Regions from separate parts of the Mus musculus genome. Here region 2 is linked to region 1. The links are chromatin contacts, called in public Hi-C maps. All regions are on one chromosome and are shown on one strand. Each heading gives the region's core, a stretch centred on a gene start, on an enhancer-like site or on the middle of the called end of the contact. The rest is flanking DNA. Distances are from core to core; before and after follow the strand shown.

Region 1 (3,640 bases), core at 719-3,218:
TGCATTGTGAATATTTTAGGACAATTTGTATATATTGACAAACTTTCCGCAAAATAGCCTAACCTTAAACCTTTCTTTCTCCCCAATATGAACTTTATGTCCGGTTTTATTACCGGATGTGAATGGCTAGAGGGGTTTTGGCCATGAGGGGAGGATTTACAGAGGTTTACACACAGAACATTTCAAAAGCTCCAGTCTAACAAAAATGTGATGACAGACTTGGAATGGTTTTCAAAGGTCTCACAGACAAGGATATTGATATTTTTTTCATTCCTGAGCTCTCAGAGGCCAGAGTGATTTCAAAGACAAGAGGACATTTATAGAATGCCAAATGAACTCAATACAAGAGAGAAATTATTTTTAATAGTTCTGTACTTAATAGCAATGTGATTAGTTAACTATAGACAATGGGCAGACTATTATATCTCTGTAAATATCTAAAAGGAGAGGTTGAATGTTCAATTCTAGGTAAAGTTTTGAAGGGACACGCTTATGTCTGCTGAAGGATATAACTCTATGTGATGTAAAGTCACTTCATGTTTGTATCATGTTGTATATCTTGCATCTAATATATAGTGATACCATGTGAACCTTCTCTACTCACAATGCTTTCAAGAATTATTAAAACTACCAGAACATTAGTTTGATAACAATTTTTAGCTTTAGTTTTTTCTTCTGTTTTTGAGCTTCTTCCCTGTTTCATATTGGACATGTGAAGAGAGCAAATAATACAAGAGATCTCAGTTTTGAGACCTATATATGCTATATAATGAGTTGATGTATTAGTTATCTTTATGTGTCACCGTGATAGAATATCCAAGAGACACAACTTACAATGAGGAATTATTTACTTGGCTTACAATTTCAAAGATTCCAATTCATAGTTGCTTGGCTGTGTTGCTATTGGTCTAGGGTACCATGGTGCATGACAACTGTGAGAGATGGCAGCAGAAATCTGCTATGCTTTATATAATCTGAAAGGGAATGGTTAGAGGAAGAGTCCAGGCCTCTAATATCTATATCCTTCAAGGCATTCCTCTGTGACTTAACTACCTCCATAAAGATTTTACCTCTGAATGTGTTACCACCTCCAATAGGTCCATGGGGATCAAGGTTTTCACACATCAGCCTTTGGAGGATATTTCACATCCAAAATTATATTAATCAGGAGGTAGAGATGCAAAGATCAGAGAATTGGGGAATGGAAAGGCACAGAATGAGACCAGTGACACAGAACCACGTGTTTCTCATTTGAACAAGGCATGGCACAATCCCTGGTGTTGAGAATGAGATATGAACCCATCCCCTTCTCCTTCCCACTCTCTGTCCTCATATTAAGCATGTGCTAGACTGTTTTCATTTGACAATATGAGAACTTGGCCTCTTGGGCAACAATGTGGGAGGATCCATTTGCCTTGATGAACACTGCATTAGAAGATAGAAATGGTCAGAAAACACTACATTTTTTGAACAAATTCACGAATGTTTAGAGGTGGAGGTGGAGGTATTTCCATATACTCCCATGGACTAAAATGAATACAAATTACCAATGGACATTCTAATGGGAAACCAGACTGATAAGGAGTATGACTCTCAGCTAGCTGTGAGATTTAAATGCATATTGGGACTTGTAAACAGGCTAGATCTTTTGTGTTTAAATAGCAAGAAGTAGGTCAGTCTTGGTCATTAGATATTCTTATAATATAATATGGTTAGTAATAAGGACCATGTGAATCTACATTAGACCCAGAAAACAGATCTCTGATCCCCAATTGCAATAGTTACTCACTTGGGATGCAGACTTAGAAACAACCGGAAATTCTATTAAAAGAGGCATTTAAAAAGGGGACCATTCCCCAAGAGCACATTTTCTAATCATCTTGGCTGTCCCTTTTAGGCTCAGTAAAACAAACTCATGCAGTGTAAGTATGTTCAGCAATTGGGCCTGTTCCCAGGTTGTGAGACATTCAGCAAAAATCCAGAGTTATTATTAGATCTGCACGCAGGCTTTTGTCAAAAGGCCTCTTGAACTGTTAGGAAATCAGAGTGCAAATTGATAATGACACACTACACATCTCTGGCCTGGCAGCTCCCTCAAGGCTGCTGAGATACCCCAGGACCAGCTTCCATGGTTTCATGCCAGCAGCCTGCTGCTCAACACTTGTCCCTTCCCTAAGCCAGTGTGACAACTGCATTCTTCTCTTGCCTAGAAGAGGCAAAAGGAGATGGATTAAGGAGGATGTTTGAACTGAGACTATTAATTTCCTTTTAGTGTGCATTCAAGTCAGAGCCCTTTATAAGAGAACCTTTTGTGGTTTCATAAAATTACAACGTTGGCTATTCGGCTGCCTTTCCCAAAGCACAAATTTGGATTCTAAAGAAAACGTACATACTTTGTATGAAGAAAAGAGGGGGGGGGGGAGTGAGTATGCAGTTATCTTAAATATATTCATTTATGTAATCATTCTGTTACCACAGAAACAATTACAATATTAGCTTTTTATTAATAAAGGAGATCATAAAAACACAGTGTTCATAAAACTTATAAGGCTTCTTTGATAGTTTTATGAAAAATAATAGTAAAAAATAACTTTCCCTTATAATGTATAAGTGATTAAAATGCTTTTATAAGCTTTCAGTTTAAAACATAACATTGTCCTTTTGCTACTATAGTTACAGTACGTTTTCATGGGTCAGGGTTGGCCAAGAGATCCAGGAATGTGTGTGATGTCTCCCAGAGAAAGTGGGAAAAGATTCCTAAATGCCTTATCTTAACATACCAGATTCCAACAGCACCCTTCAAGGGAGCTTGGAAGCCATGTTAATGGAAGACTGCTCACAAATGGCAAAGCTATTTTAGACTCAGAGAGCCCACAAAAGCTCTGCTACTTAACACATAGTAGGAAATTCATTTTCTGAAGGAATTCTTAGACATGTCACCTGAGAGAAAGAGAACATTTCACTTAGTCTAATGAAGACAGAAAATCAAACTCAATCTCAGAGCCATTGCATATGGGCAGCTTGGTCAATCTCAGTGCCATTGCGTATGAGCAGCTTGGGTTTTAGACCATCCCATGTTCAGGAATAGACTGCCAACCTGGGACGCAGCAATCATAGGAACACTTATGTTATCTACCACCCTGCCTCTTAGCTTTATGTGCTGTGTGTTATTAACCCACCTTCTTGCCTTCTAATTTGTTTTCTCTCTTAGGTCAATGGTTGTCCAGCACTACAATGCAGCTTTCAAAGCCTGTGCACTGGCAACTCTTACCTAGATTGACTACTTCATTCATGACAATGTATGTGGCTAAGCTGAATGTTTTAAACGAGTTTGGCCATGATACAAATGAAGCTACCTTAAAGCTTCTGAGATGCTGATGGAGATATGGACGAACTGGACTCTTCTAAACATGTGGATCCATGTAAAATGTCAGTAGAAGGACCTGAGTCCCTCCCTCTATAATATATGTCTATCTATAGACTGAGATGTTAATGGAGACAGGAATGGTATAGACTCTTCTAAACAAGTGGATCTTTGTAAAAGGTCAGTAGTAGGACCTGGGACCCTCCCTCTATATTATATGTCTATCTATAGACTATCTTTACTGTATATGGACCAGAAAGACCTACAATATTGAAG
Region 2 (3,640 bases), core at 510-3,009, 1.2 Mb before region 1:
AGGTTTCTAACACAAACCATGAAGTAAATATGTTGGTAACTATCCATGCAACAGTTACTCTGTAACTGGAGAATGTTGACTTCAGACTAGTTCATACTCTTCTATCAACAGAACAGAAACTGACAAGGAATATTAGTCAGCAGTTCTCATGAAGGAACTGGCTCTGCCTGTAAGATCAAGGGAATCTTGCAAACATTTTCATGAGCAAAACAGAACACAGGGTCCAGGTTACAAAATAGAACAGTGTGATCCCACAGGGAGAGCTGCAATGCTGATAAGCACCGTCTACCTTCCAGCAGTAAGTACATACATACCTACCTTCTGGTACAGTATAGATTGAGAGGAAAGAGCTGCAGCCTACATGGCTGGCTGAGGACTCCAACTGTATGGGGTTTTTGTTGTTTGTTTTGTTTTCTTGAGCTGTTGTTTTACTTAGCACAGGCTAGCCTCAAATTTGATGTAGCCAACAGTGACTTCTGATCCTCCAGGTCTCATTTCCTGGAGAGCTGACTTTACAGGCATGGGCCACCAAGCTTGACTTATATTTATGTATGGCTGGGGAACTCACCCCATCCTAGGCAATCAGTCTATCGACAGGACTACTTCTTGAATAATTTCATTACACAAACATCTGCAGTCAGTTAGGCTTGGCTAGGTCTTAGGCACGGGGCTCATCATGTTAACTGTTCCTAGTCTCGACTGTGCTTGGAATAGTTCCTAATTAGAATAGGAAGTTGATGCCCCTGCCATTAGGAAAGTGGGGATAGGAGAGCATTCCTCAACCTGCCCATTTTGTGGGAGATTGATGCTTATTCTCCTATTGTCTCCTGCTCCTAGTCAGACAGGCTCCCTGTTTTTCTAGGACCTTTGGCTGTGAGGCTGGCTCAAGCGCTCTGCTGTTGTTGTTGTTGTTATTATTATTCGATGTGTGTTGCAGTTTGGGGAACAGAGGACAGCTTGCAGCAGTTGCTTCTTACCTTTCCTCAAGTGAGTAACTAGGATCCAACACAGGGGTTCAGTTTTTGGCTGCAAGCTCCTGTACCCACTTAGCATCTCGCTAGCATGGCTGGGGTTCTTGAATGGCAGGAGGGTACAAGGTGCTCGGGATGTCTCTGGCAAGTTCTAAACACACAGGGATTTCCAGAAGAGGGAGGAGCAGGAGGAGGAGGAGGAGGAGGAGGAGGAGGAAGAAGGAGGAGGAGGAGGAGGAGGAGGAGGAGGAAGCTTTGATGACCATGGGTTCCTTCTGTGGTCTGGCTCCCTCAATTTCCCCCACTTTCTCTGCTGGCTGCTCGCAGCCACCTCTGTGTTACAGGGGCCAGAAAGGTTTGCACCGGCAAGTGCAGGTTTGCTCCTTCCCTCCAGTGCTCATCCTTCTGACCCACTCTCGCATCAGGGAAAGTTCTGGCTCCACCCGCTAGTATTAGGGGTTCCAGGCTCTTCCTCTGCTGATGTTAGGCAACTTCCTTATTGTAGGGCGTTCATCAATCTCCACTGTTGGGGGCCTAAGTCCCCTACCTCTGTCGGCTTGAACTGCAGGGGTATTGTCCTGCGGTCCACAGACACGCCCTGCGCCGGGTGGAGACATCTGGGAGGGGGGGGGGGTCTTGCTCACTGGTTCGTCCTCCCAACCCCACCTCCTCTTCGGGCATTTGTGGCCAAGCAACAAATGACCTCTGTCCCCGGAGGCTTCCGACTTCCGCGCGGACCCCTCCCAAACCGGGAACCCCGTGAGAACCCAGCGAGGCGGTGGGTGCCTGCAGCGGGGACGGGACGGGGCAAGCCAATCTCCTGTGCCTACACCTGGACGGAGCCGGAGCCGGAGCAGCAGTCCCAGCTCAGGTCTCCCCTTGCCGCCCCCCCCCCCCGCCCCCCAATCACGGTGGCCCGCAAGACCCGGACGGGCGGACTCTCAGGCTCCGCGGCTCCGGGCTTTGCGCAGCGCCGGCTCCGGTAGCGCGGGCTCCGAGGACGCCGGATGAGGACAAAGGGCGCGAGGTGAGGGTGGCCGCAGGGCTGGGGGTCTTGCGCCAAGGGGTGTGGGAGGTGTCCATGTCAGTGTGTGCGCGTGTGTGTGAGTGAGTGAGAGAGCCATCTAGAGCCACAGCCAGAACGAGCCAGAGCGCTCCTGGCACATGGTGAAGGCTTCGGCTGCGTAGGTAAGAACTTTAGGAAAAAGACAGCACTGCTCCAGGTTGTGTACACCGCGGCTCCGTTTTGGGGAGGCTGTTTGCCGCCCGCTGCCCCCCGGGGGTGGTGGCAGCCGCGTCTTCTGCAGCACGTGGGACAAGGGAGAAATGGGACTTCTTCCCAGAGTGGCCAGCCTGTGAAAGGCTGGTGGCTGTGGTGATCATTGGTTGAGTTTGGTTATTGGATCTCCGTTGGGAGCCACAAACAAAGGCTACTGGCTGAAGTCCAAGAAAGTGTGTGTGTGTGTGTGTGTGTGTGTGTGTGTGCGCGCGCACACACACACACACACACACACACACACACACACACGCGTCCGCCAGCCCACCAGTGATCAGGGTTAGGGTTGTGGAGGAAGGCCAGGAGACACTCCATGCAGAGAGACACTGGGCCATTTGCTGTCAAACCTCATTTAATCCTTGGTCCTGAGGAGCAACCAAAAGAAATTACCTATTTTATAGACTGAAGTTTTTCTTGAATCAACTTTTATTATAGAGTCAAGTGTTGCCCCAGGGCTTGAAATGCTGTTTTATTAGCCCTTTAAAACCATGAATGTGTAAATTTAACCAAATAAACACCCATTTAGTCCCATCAAGGACAATCTTTTGCCTTTAACAATGGGCGTCACACAAGATGATTCTGAACTTAGTCTCAAAAAGACGTGTGCAGGTCTGAGTTTGCATTGCTTGGTGGGCTGATGTTGCTGGGAGTTTTAATTTAGAGTCCATCTCGGTTTTCTTAGTTTCTTTACGCCCCCCCCCAACCTCCCACGCTGAACTTTGGCTCATTTAAAGTTTACAGTAGGATCTGTGACTTTTGGTTATCCCGCAACATTTGCTTCGGGATATCCGTTCTTCCTCATTCTGATAAGAGTATTCTTCACGGAGTTAGAAGTCATTTTGGTTTGAAATTGGCATTCCACCTTGGCCCTTCTTGTTATTGAAGGTGACTAAAGCGGTTTGTGGCTTAAAATGTTTTAAACATGGGGACAGCAGTTGTAGTCTTAGACTGGTAGACAATTTGAAATTATCCTTTGTGTGGCTTTGTAGCTGTACTCTTGTTTAATAATTTTAATCAGATGTTGTAATCTTCAAGCTCAGCTAAGCTTTCTGTGCTTAATACAGCATTGATTGCCCCTTGGCTCAGGAAACCACTCACTGAGCCTCCGCGACCTTGCGTCCTACTGTTTCACTTGAAGTTAGAAGTTTCCTTTTACTGTATCCACTCTGGGGCTTCAGTTTACTTACAGATTCTCAGCAGAGAACTTCCAAGCAGAGCCAATAACAGGTCAGAAAACCCAGAGGGGAAGAAAGGAGAGTGTGACAAAGGTGAGACCAAGCCCCCTGTCCCCTGCCCAGATGTGATAATCTGAACCACCTGGACCAGGGGTTGACAGCAAGGCTACTTATTGATGCCCCCTGCTTGCTTTGAGAAGCCTCACATTCTCCCAGCT

The links. Hi-C and Micro-C count contacts between places; a contact is called where the count stands out from the background.
Region 2: a contact with region 1 is called in a Hi-C map of uterus, with 6 times the contacts expected there. The contact joins the promoter of Greb1 here to the enhancer-like site in region 1. A contact is called at or near these places in 2 of 39 promoter capture datasets (the C10 cell line and hippocampal neurons), 1 of 484 Hi-C or Micro-C datasets (uterus), 1 of 115 datasets of contacts at active chromatin or transcription factors (astrocytes) and 1 of 9 other capture datasets (adipose tissue).

The regions. Positions count from the first base shown.
Region 1 is chr12:15,615,934-15,619,573 of GRCm38.p6, reverse strand. The region is part of intron 1 of Gm40287 (a long non-coding RNA gene); the gene reads right to left. Among named protein-coding and RNA genes, the nearest start is that of Gm40287, 11 kb to the right of the region's middle. Within about 2 kb of position 1,968, at least 58 of the 459 cell types and tissues checked have an H3K27ac peak or open chromatin away from gene starts, as enhancers often do. A contact at or near this core is called in uterus, where this site is marked.
Region 2 is chr12:16,799,005-16,802,644 of GRCm38.p6, reverse strand. It overlaps Greb1 (gene regulated by estrogen in breast cancer protein), which reads left to right and starts at 1,759. Exons shown (of 35, transcript NM_015764.4): 1 at 1,759-1,998.